Regions from separate parts of the Hordeum vulgare genome. Here region 1 is linked to region 2. A link is a contact called in public Hi-C data. All regions are on one chromosome and are shown on one strand. Each heading gives the region's core, a stretch centred on a gene start, on an enhancer-like site or on the middle of the called end of the contact. The rest is flanking DNA. Distances are from core to core; before and after follow the strand shown.

The links. Hi-C and Micro-C count contacts between places; a contact is called where the count stands out from the background.
Region 1: a contact with region 2 is called in a Hi-C map of leaf, with 6 times the contacts expected there. The contact joins the enhancer-like site here to the promoter of LOC123445208 in region 2. A contact is called at or near these places in 3 of 6 Hi-C or Micro-C datasets (leaf and seedling) and 1 of 1 datasets of contacts at active chromatin or transcription factors (embryo).

Annotation. Positions count from the first base shown.
Region 1 is chr3H:571,323,507-571,329,099 of MorexV3_pseudomolecules_assembly, forward strand. No RefSeq gene overlaps it. Among protein-coding and RNA genes, the nearest start is that of LOC123445210, 83 kb to the right of the region's middle. Within about 2 kb of position 1,990, at least 2 of the 3 cell types and tissues checked have open chromatin away from gene starts, as enhancers often do. A contact at or near this core is called in leaf, where this site is marked.
Region 2 is chr3H:571,204,475-571,209,906 of MorexV3_pseudomolecules_assembly, forward strand. LOC123445208 reads right to left here and starts at 2,031. Exons shown (of 2, transcript XM_045122164.1): 1 at 1,777-2,031; 2 at 1,029-1,692. The coding sequence starts at 1,845. The coding sequence ends at 1,420. LOC123445209 (zinc finger CCCH domain-containing protein 12-like) reads right to left here. Exons shown (of 7, transcript XM_045122166.1): 5 at 5,373-5,432; 6 at 4,548-4,874; 7 at 3,027-3,466. The coding sequence ends at 3,278.

The DNA of each region.
Region 1 (5,593 bases), core at 740-3,239, 120 kb after region 2:
GCCATGAGGCCCCCTCCGCCTGCAAGTACTTCCCTCCGCCGCGCCGCTGCCGTTCTGCATCAAGCAGACGCATCATCCCCAGTCACTTTACCTGTCGCGTTGATTTTGATCCAGAAGCTGTGTTCGAGCGCCGAAAAGGGGGCAGCAAGCGGGCAGAGGTTCGGCCGCGGAGGCGTGGTGGGTTGAGATAAACAACAGTGGTGGTTGAGGTCGGCCGCGGCGGCGAATGGTGTGGCAGCGGCCTGGGCATAGGCCAGGGTGGACCAGGGTCGACGCGATGCGCTTGAGCGCCGCAACGGGGCAGTGAGCGGGGAGAGGTACGGCCGCGGAGGCGGGTGAGTTGAGATCAGCAGCGGTGGCGGTTGAGGTCGGCCGCGACGGCGAGTGGTGTGGCGGCGGCCTGGGCACAGGCCAGGGTGGCCCAGGGTCGACGGGAGGAGGCGATGTGTACGGGTATAATTTTTGCAGCGAATCGTTTTTTCCTTTTGCGTTGCAGATAAATGATGAAGCGCGGGTTGAATAACAAAAATGACACGGGTTTTTTTATAAAAATGTCGCGGTTGGTTTTTGACGGAAGTTATAGCCTTTTTATTATTAGGGGTATAGATATTTAAAAACGGTGGGAATACAAAGGTGGGAAACAATTTTTTGACGATGCCATTATCTGTTCGGAGGGTGACGTGTTGAAGAGAACTTCCTTGCTACGTGTTGTAGTTAACCAGGTTGAAAACGTCACGTACATTTAAGCCGCATTCGGATGCCCTCCGCTCCGCGACTCCGCGCCGGAGCGGAGTGGCGTGCAGTTACATTTTCCGGAGCTGGTCAAAGGCCGCTCCGCTCGCTCCGCTCCGGGGAGCGTTGCCGAACAGGAGGTTAGTAGGTAGGGTGTCTTAGAGATGGTTTCTCGTCAAAGTTGTTTAGATTCTGTTTAGGGAAGTCATCATGTGTGAAATGTAAATCGGACGAAGTGTTTGTACGGAGTTTCTTTTTGCGTTGCACATAAATGATGAAGCGCGGGTTGAATAATAAAAATTACATGATTTTTTTTATAAAAATGCCGCGGTGGGTTTTTCAACGGAAATAATAGCCTCTTTATTATTAGGTATATATATATATTATTATTATAGGTATAGGTATAGGTATAGGTATAGGTATAGGTATAGGTATAGATTATTAGGTATAGATTTCCGCGATGGAGCGCACACCCCCTCCTCCAGGCCTATGTTTCTTTTTTTCCTGTACTTTTAACGTGCAAAACAATACATGCGCGGGTGCGATTTGGACAGACTCATTGATCTTTGTACGTTGCGCAAAACAACCCGACCACCTAACCCTTATGCTTACGTCCAAATTTTTCGTTTTTTTTCTTCTTTTTATTTTATTGGAAAGATCTTGTTCGTTTACTTTTTTTGTTTTCACTTTTTATTGGAACAGCTTTTTTTAGGGTTTTACTCTCTTTTCCCCAAAATGCGTGAAAGTTTTCTTCATATTCGTGAAAAAAATCAAAATCAATGAACTCTTTTTCAAAATTTGTGAACTATCTCAAATTCAATGAAGTATTTTCCAAAATCAATGAATTTTATTTCAAATTGGATGAACATTTTTTCAATCATTGCAAATTTCCAAATTTGATGCTTTTTAAATTGAATAAAAAAATTATGTTTTGTGATCTTTATTTAATGTAGTGAACTTTTTTGAAATAAGTGAGATTTCTTGAATTCCTGATGTTTATTCAAAATTAGGTGAACTTTTTTTCTAACTCTTTCACTTTTTCGAATTCCTAATTATTTTTAAAATTTTAAAAATTCAACGGTCAAAGGATAGATGTCTTTTTTTTAGGAAGTCAAAGGATAGATGTCAAGGGTTAAATGTCAACTGATCGTTGCGAGCCTATGTTTTTTTTTTTGTTTTTGAGAAAACGTTGCGAGCCTACGTATGGAGCGATCGAACGAGCAGAGTGAAAGATCGGTCTTAATGGGCTGGCCGACACGAACTACTGCGTGAGCGCCGGCTCAGAAAACTGCCGCAAAAGGCGCCCCATAGGAGGTCCTCTACAAGCTGTTATTCTTATGAAAACAACGCCACAGGCACATGAGTAAAAGATGCACGCACGTCAAAAACCTTATTTTTCTATTTATATACAAATTTTATGCAGTGTTTTAACTTTTTTAGCATGCAGTGTTAAAAAATTGCTTACGGAACTTTTATAAAATGTTATTGGCGTTCAGAAAAATGTTCACGCGTTTCGGAAACAAGTTCTTGTCATTTCTTAAAACTGTCTATGCAGTGTCAAACAAATGTTCACGTAACTTTAAAAAGTGTACATAAAAAACGTTCATGTGTTCCTAAAAATGGCCATGTCATATAAAAATGTTTACACTATGTAAATAAAATGTTCGCCTAATTCAAAAGAATGTTCCATAGCATTAAAAACAAATGTACGTCACATTTGAAAACAATGTTCATGAATTTCAAAATAATATAGTCCTGACATTTATTTAAAAATGTTTATAGAATGCAAAAAAAATGTCAACCTAGTTAAAAATTGTTTTGAATCATTCAAAAAAATTGTTTCAACGTGTATTTGAAAAATCCTTAACATGTAATAAAAAGTTAAAATACATGTATTTACAAAAATCTATATTATGTTTTTGAAAAGTATTCTACACATATAAAAAATGTACAACCTGAACCTCACAACGATGAAGCAACTTCCAAACTCTACAATGGCGGCCCTGGCATCGATGCACGCTTCCTGTGGTGGTCATGGCATCGATGCACATTTCTTATGATGAAGACGGTCGTTGAATGGAGCTATGGTGGTTCTCAAATGCTCCGGGATGCGCTCGTCCAGCTCGAGTTTGTGCTCTCATCTTCTTGCTCATGCTCGAAGCTCCTCAGAGCTCCAATGATCCATGGCTCTGCGCTACCTTGACACGGTCGGCTTATCCAACAACGGCGACAAATTAGATACGTGAGTACAGCGATAGTTATGCGGGCTTAGCTCGGTAGAAACAGGGACAACACCGACAACGCCACCTCATATATACTACCGCACTCTGGCTCATATATCATCAACGTATCTATATTTTTTTATTTGTTCATACTAATATATTATCATACTTTATAGCAATTATATAGTATTTTATATTATTTTTTGGACTAACCTATTAATCCAGTGCCGAGTGTTAGATCCTATTTTTTGCGTGTTTTTGATTTTTTTTAAAAATCAATACCAAACAAAGTCCAAATATGATGAAATTTTACGGTAATTATTTCTGGACCAAATAGACCCTACAAGCTTGGGGAGGACACGAGAAGGCGTATGGGTAAGCGACGAGCAAACATGTCATGCCCTTGGGGTTGGGCGTGCCCCCCGAGCTCGTGGCCCACCCGTACATGGTCTTGACCTAATTGCACTTCTATAAATCCTCAAATATTACCAAACCTACAAAGAGCCACCCGAAACACTTTTTCTGCTACCGAAGGCTCTGTTCCGTCGTGATCCCATCTGGAGACCATGTCTGGTACCCTGTCGGAGGGGTAATCGATCACGGAGGTCGCCTACATCAACCTTGTTGCGTCCATAATGATGTGTAAGTAGTCCATCAGAGACGTATGGGTCCATAGCTAGTAGCTAGATGGCTTCTTCTCTCTCTTTGTGTTGGAAATATGTCGTAGAGGCAATAATAAAGTGGTTATTATTATATTTTCTTGTTCATGATAATCGTTTATTATCCATGCTAGAATTGTATTGATTGGAAACTCAAATGCATGTGTGGATACATAGACAACACACTGTCCCTACTGAGCCTCCAATGGACTAGCTCGTTGATCAAAGATGGTCAAGGTTTCGTGGCCATAGACATGTCGATGAAGGCGCGGTAAGTCTTGAACAGGCCGCTGGTGAACTGCGAGCCATTGTCGGTGATGATGCGGTTGGGGACGCCGAAGCGGCACACCAAACCCTTAATGAACTTGAATCTGCACCCTGTCGGTATGGCCTAGACAGGCTCCACTTCCGTCCACTTGGTGAAATTGTCGATGGCAACGTAAAGGAAATGATAGGTACTGGCCACGTGAGGGAAGGACCCGAGGATGTTCAGTCCCCAGACCGCGAAGGGCCACGAGAGAGGAATGGTTTGGAGACCTTGTGTTGGATGATGAATCTCCTTGGCGTGGAACTCGCTAGCCTCGCATGCGTGGACTAGCTCCGCGGCATCCTTGAGTGTTGTGGATTAGTAAAAGCTAATGTGAAACGCCTTGCATGTCACGGTGCGCGAGGATGAGTGGTGGCCGCAGTCGCCTCCGTGAATGTCCGCGAGCAGCTCGCGCCCTTGCTCCTTGGAGATTCACCACGGCGTGACTCCGTTTGGGCGGTGGCGGTACAGCTCACCTTCTTTCAGGTGGTAGATTGCAGCTTGGCGTACCACACGCTCTGCTTCTACATCGATCTTCGAGAGGACGCCACCCTCCAAGTAAGCCCTGATCTCCGTGGTTCAGCTCTCAGGCTGTAGCTCGAGCGCCAACAGCAAGCGGGCACCCGAGGGTGCCCCGCAGTCTGGTGCGCCCATGGGTGGTGCAGGGGGGAGTTCCTCGTGAGGTACCGTGGGGCTGATGGCTGGAGGCACCACTGGCGGCTTAAGGAGCCGCTCCTCTAATATATCAGGGCGTTGTGGCTCGCGGCGAGGAGCGCGCTTGGCGATCTCGTCCGCCTCACTGTTGTCATCGGGGGTGTTGGAGATCCATACCCATGAAGCGTTGCTCGAGCCTGCGCACCTCCTCCACGTAGGTTGCCATGTGCTCATCTTTGGGCTTGTACTTCTTGTTGGATAAGTTGACGTGGAGTTGCGAGTCCCCCTTCATGACGATGCGCCTCACTCCCAGCACGATGGCGACCTTGAGCCCAGCGATGAGTCCTCATAATCGGCGATGTTGTTGGAGACCTTGTCGGTACACGTGAAATAGAGTTGTACTACATAGCAAAGCTTCTCACCTGGGGCATAGTTAGAACCACGCCAACCCCCGTGCCATGGCGCGTGAAGGCCCCATCGAAGTGCATGCTCTAGCCCTTGGAGGAGGCCTCCTCGGGCCAGGGTGACTCCTCGTGAGGCTCGTCCTGGCATGGGTCCATCCATTCATTTGTGAATCGCTAAGGCCACGTCCTTGATGGTCCAGGTGGTGAGCAACTCCAACTCGAAGGGTTGCAATTCGATGTTCCACTTGGCGACGTGGTATGTGGCATTCGGGCTTCGCATGACCTCATCCACCGGGTACGAGGAGATCACCCTGATCGGGTGCCCTTGGAAGTAGTGATGCAGCTTCCTTGAGGCCAGGAGGAGCTTCTGGTGCATGGGGTACCGTTCACGCGCATCTCATAGCACCGTGCTGACAAAGTAGACACGGTGCTCAACGAGGCGCGTGACCATGGTGTCCAAGTCGTGATCGCCAGGGAGCTGAGGCCACACCATCACGGGGGTCTCCGGAAGTGGAGTTCTAGAGGCCTCTTGAGGGGGCTGAGGATTCCTGAGGAGGACCCTTGGCATGTGTCGACACGGCCTTAAGGGGCTTCAATGATACCTCCGTGGGGCGG
Region 2 (5,432 bases), core at 781-3,280:
GCTGCATGTTGATGACTACTGGGAGATTAGCACGTGAGGTACCTTTTGGCATGCGACTCAACATCACCTATGTGCAGCACAAGCAGTAAAGTAAAGTAGATCATTGACATCGTCTCTCCCAACGACACCTTTTGTATGTGTAAACCAAATGGGCGACGCAAAAATGTGGAAACACAGCAAAATCGGATTAACATATGAAGTAAGTATATATATATATGCCTTAGGAGTAGCATTGCAAAGCAGCTGAATGTCTTTGAACAGATATCAATCAAAAGCAACACATTATGCACAACTTTTGATTACAGAATTTGGATTAAACAACAGGGTATGCTTAGTTAACTTAGAAACAAGTACACAGCCTATGATGCATGTGTATGTGCATTGTCTTTTACTTTGTTCAAAAGTAGAAGCTACATGCCACACTTGTCCAGGTTTGAAGCTACAAATCCAAAAGATAAACTATCAAGTTAACTGAATGGCATGTACTTTACTAGATGCAACTGAATTCTGTGCAGTAGAATGGATGTCTGATAATGAACAACCAGTGTTTGTGATGAAAACTTCATGTTCCATTGAAACCACTGCAAGGCTTTTCTTTTCAGCCTAAATAAAGGATGCTGCCTACTGAATTCACAAAAGCTGGAGCCCAACTAGGCTTCCTTAAAGGTGAGTAAAGGAGCAGTCAATGTGTTAAAACTACAATAAAAACAGGTCAACTTGTACAATTCTAAAATGGGCACAAGATTTAAATCAATTTTCTGGTGGTGACAGATGTACACAATACTGAACCCATGACACTTTGCGTAGCAAAATTGTGGAAGCAATGAATCTTGATACACCGACGAAAGTCGAAAAGAGTGGGATCAATCCAAGCCAACACAAGAGGGAAACTAATATGCAGGCAGTACAAGTGAGTGACTGATATGAAGAACATGGACCTCCTAAATGTCTTATGCAGTTCGACTTGACCGAATCATATGGAAACATTTCATGTAAAAGATGGATGGAAAGGAATGAGACACAAGAGATACCAACCAATAATAAAAGGCACTGAATCTCCACACTTGTTAACTAGATGTATGAAGAAAAGCATCGATGAGACGAGACACGCAATGTCCCAGGGCAATCCCAGAAGTGGCACTCTTGTGCTAGCGAACCAATTCCATCCATCCGGAGGTAGCAGCTACACGATATACTTAATAACAATTCGGCAGCAAAATGGCTAGTATAATAGGACTAAGAAAAACAATAACAAATCGGCAAGCAAGCAAGCAAGCATTCGGGCGGGGGGGGGGGGGGGGGGGGGGGAGCTCTCATGCTATCATGTCCGTCCGTCCGTCCTCTTTCCCCTAAAAATACTTACTATGACTCTCAAGTCTGAACATTGCCCTCGCCCATATGGCGCTGGGAAGCAGAGGGTCAGACGTTGCAGCGGAGGCAGTCGCATGACCTGGGGGTGAAGGAGCAGAATCCGAAGGGGCGGTTGGGGATGTTGCAGTTGATGGCGTAGCAGCACGGGGAGAGGACGCAGACGCCCCTGGGCCCGCCGCAGCAGGTGCAGGGCGCGCAGAGCTGGAAGCTCCCCAGCCGCCGCCGCGTCTCGTTCAGCACCACCCCGCTGAACCCCACCCCCGCCGGGGCCATCGGCACCATGCGCGCCCCCGCCGCCGCCGCATCCGGGACCGGGACCTCCTGCGCGCGCGTGGAGCAGGCAGGCAATGTCAGGGCCAAGATTCGCGGAATTGGGCTGTCGAATGTACCGTACTGCGCGCTTACCGGTGAGGAGTGGGCGGCCGCCGCGAGGAGGGGGAGGAGCAGCAGGAGGAGGAAGAGCGGCTTGGGCATCGTCGGCGGGGTGGAGTGGGGATTTGGACTGTGCAGTGGGCGGAGAGGGGTGGGGAGGGAGGGAGTGTGAGGTCCTTTTCGGGAGCCGACGACGGACGACTTGGGAGGGAGGCCGAGATCTCGTCTCGTCTCGTCTCAGTACTCGGTACCGGCTGGCTGCCGTCACGCCCGTCAGTCGAGTGGGCGCCGCACCGAGTGGACGGTAGTAGTAGGAGTAGAAAAATACAGTACGTACGCAGGAGTGGGCGGTAAACAATAGTACGCACATGACGTGATGGTCCGCGTTGAAACCGCGCATCCACTTTGGCGCGTTCATACGCACTCGAGATCTCCCTATGCCTATATCTCCTGCCTAGGAACAGGATCTCGACGTGGACGAGGCTGGTGGTGGTGGACGATGGGAATGTGATGCCGGTGCTCGTGTGCGTCGCGATGGTTCCCTTCTCTTCTCATGGCCTGGACACACGGACACCGGGTCACTGCTGCAGGAACAAGCTTATTTACTCCCTTTGATTTGATTTGATTTGATTTGATGGTACTGCTAGACCATCATTATTACGAGTGTCGAGAAGAAGAGGAAGAAGGAAATTGTTCGTGGAGATGATGGCAGATGCACCAGGGCAGCAGCGTTGACACAAAGCCGTCCTACATCTACTTCATTGATAGGACGATTCCACTGTTGCGCGGTGCAGCTGATCATCATCAATCAAGTTTTACTGCCACCAAAGACAAGGTTGATGAGACGACGCTCGCTGGTGAGTGGTGACATGAGATCTTTGCACTTCGCAGGCAACGTCGAGGACAATTTGGTTGGCTGCTACCACAAATTGAGGCAAGCATTTATGCGTCACCCCCGCAACAAGAAAAGTGGTTGGACCAGGTTCGGCGCCTTATCATCATGGCCTCCCCTCCCACATTAAACTCGGGGTCGTTGGGAAGACGCCGGTTACCTCACAAAACTTTCCCGGCGACAAGATCATGATGGCGATGCCTCAACTGAATTCTGCACCAAGCTTTTGCTTGCTCCTCGTTCTACCTCCATCCTTCACCCTGCGGTCAAGAAAACCCAAATGCAGGAAAGAAAGAAAGAAGGAAGGAAAAATATGGCCTCCTGGTGTTCGTCCACACGCACACACACGACATCCGTCAGGAAACCATATTGACGAAAAAAAATGCCGACATTTCCAACGACTGCATTCAACCATTATTTCATTCGGTAGCAAATGGCTTCTCCATCCATCCATCCATCCAAGGACCCGCATTAACAAAAATAACTGTACATCTCTGGTAGCAAACTCGATTTTTACAGAACTTGATTCCGGGGGAGTTAGGGGGAGAGAACATTCGCGGGGCGCGACCGAGGACGGACGGCGCGCGATGGCTTTTTATACATCATCATCGAGATCAATCAAGGTCAAATTGCCGGGGAGCCTTAGGACGCGTACGCAGACCCGGAGGGCGACTCCAGGAGACGGCGAGCCATGGGCGCGTTGGGCGACGCCGACGCGGAGTAGCCGTACGCGTAGACCCCCATCGGGGCCGCCATCGGATGGTCGAACTTGCAGTTTACGCCAAACTTGCAGATGCCATAGCGAGAGTAGAACTTGCAGAGCTCCTCCCCCTGAAAATCTCAAACAAGAATGGCTTTGTCATGATCCAACAACAGGTGCGCTGGGAACAGCAAAGATGAATACTGGTATTTGAGTAACTGCAACAAAATCATTGGCTAAGCATATCTATTCAAGAGGAAGTAGCAAGTCGTGTCAACGATTATTAGCTAAGAACAATCAATTCAATAGCTAAAGTACAGCGTGTTAACCAATTAATAACTAAACAGAGGTACTCCCTCTGTTTTTATTTACCTTGCATATTAGGTTAGCCACAAGTCTTTATAAAGACTGAACATTTATAATAAGAAATACTCCCTCCGTTCTAAATATAAGTATTTTTTAGAGATTTCAACATGGGCTACATACGGAGCAAAACGAGTGAATTTACACTCTAAAATAAGTCTATATACATCCGTATGTAGTCCATATTGAAATATCTAAAAGGACTTGTATTTAGGAACGAAGGGAGTATTATCTTATGTGAAAATATATTCAGTGATAAATCTAATGGTTATGCTACTGTAGACATTAACATATTTTTCTATAAACTAGGTCAAACTTTACAAAATCTGAATTAGGACAAAGTTAATATGTGGAGATAAAAACGGAGGGAGTACTCTACTTATGGCTTCCCTGCTAGATTGGTAGATTATAACAATGTTTTGATTTTGTATACTGGCATCAGTTAGCAGTCTATATCTACCATAGTGGATTTATCACTGTGACTTCTGCCACTGAATTTGATGATAAAACAGTGTGTAACCAAGACAGGTATATTTTAGTAAATTAACACAAGATTTTCTTGCTTGTAGAAAATTGGTCATTAATATGAGGAACTATATATTATTGCAGAATCAATTGTGTAACTAATAAACATAAACATTGATGAAGCATTTTTGGTTCTACAATTCATCTCAAATCTTTACTCAGAGAAAGACATGTAAATCAACTGCTTAATTAAGACGGTACTAGGGTCTTTCTCCCGCAGAGGGATGATGAAGGCGGTACAACGCTCAGAACACGGGAGCAAAAACTATCATGGACAATGAGGTAAGGATAAGCAAAAACAGTGAAGGGGCTCCATGTACTTACTGGGCGTAATGGAAGACCCATTGGGCTCAAGATACAGTCTGGGGGAGGCTGTGAACGCACACGGGGATGATGGAATTTGCAAACTGCACCAAATTTACAGTCTCCAGTCTTTATGTAGTATATGCATTCCGGTTGATCAGGTCTCTCAGGAAATACATTCTCTCTCTGCAGTGCATACTGAGGTACAGGAAATGAACTGGATCTGTAGGGTGATTGCATTCCCTGATTTCCTGCACTGCCTTCACCTTGTCGAGAAGTTCCATAGTATTGTTGAGCTCCTGGAGACTGTAGTCGACTCTCAGGAGATGAAACAGGTACCATTTGCCCCTTGAAAGATAAACAAAATCACAAATATCAACCCTAAATATAGACTCCAAAATGTCTTTCTTTTTTTACAAATTAGAGCTAAATCACTAAAGGCAAATAATTATAGACCAAGCTGCATGTCAGAGCTTTCCAAGATGCATATAAAATGAACTCATTTGCGACTGAACTTAATTATTTTCTTTGAGCAAATCATTATTATCTAGTTGGAAGATTTGTCTTCCAGGAAACGTCAAACATGGCAATAGTAATTGAAATAGCAACATAGTGCAAGTATAATAGACAGCCAATGGAAACAGGATCATGACACAGAGACAATGGATCAAAGGTTAGACTTGCAGAAATCCAAATAAAGGGAAAAGGATAAGTTAAAAGTGGAGACTTGAGACTGACGTATTTCATATGTTATTCCCCTGTTGGTCTAGGAAATGAACAGAGAAACACATCATGACTAAGAGAAAATACATTATGCTGCATTACTATGAAATGAGATGATCTTACAGGATATGAGTTCCAGCTTGGTACTTGAACAAGACCCTGCGGTACAATCATCGGTGTATA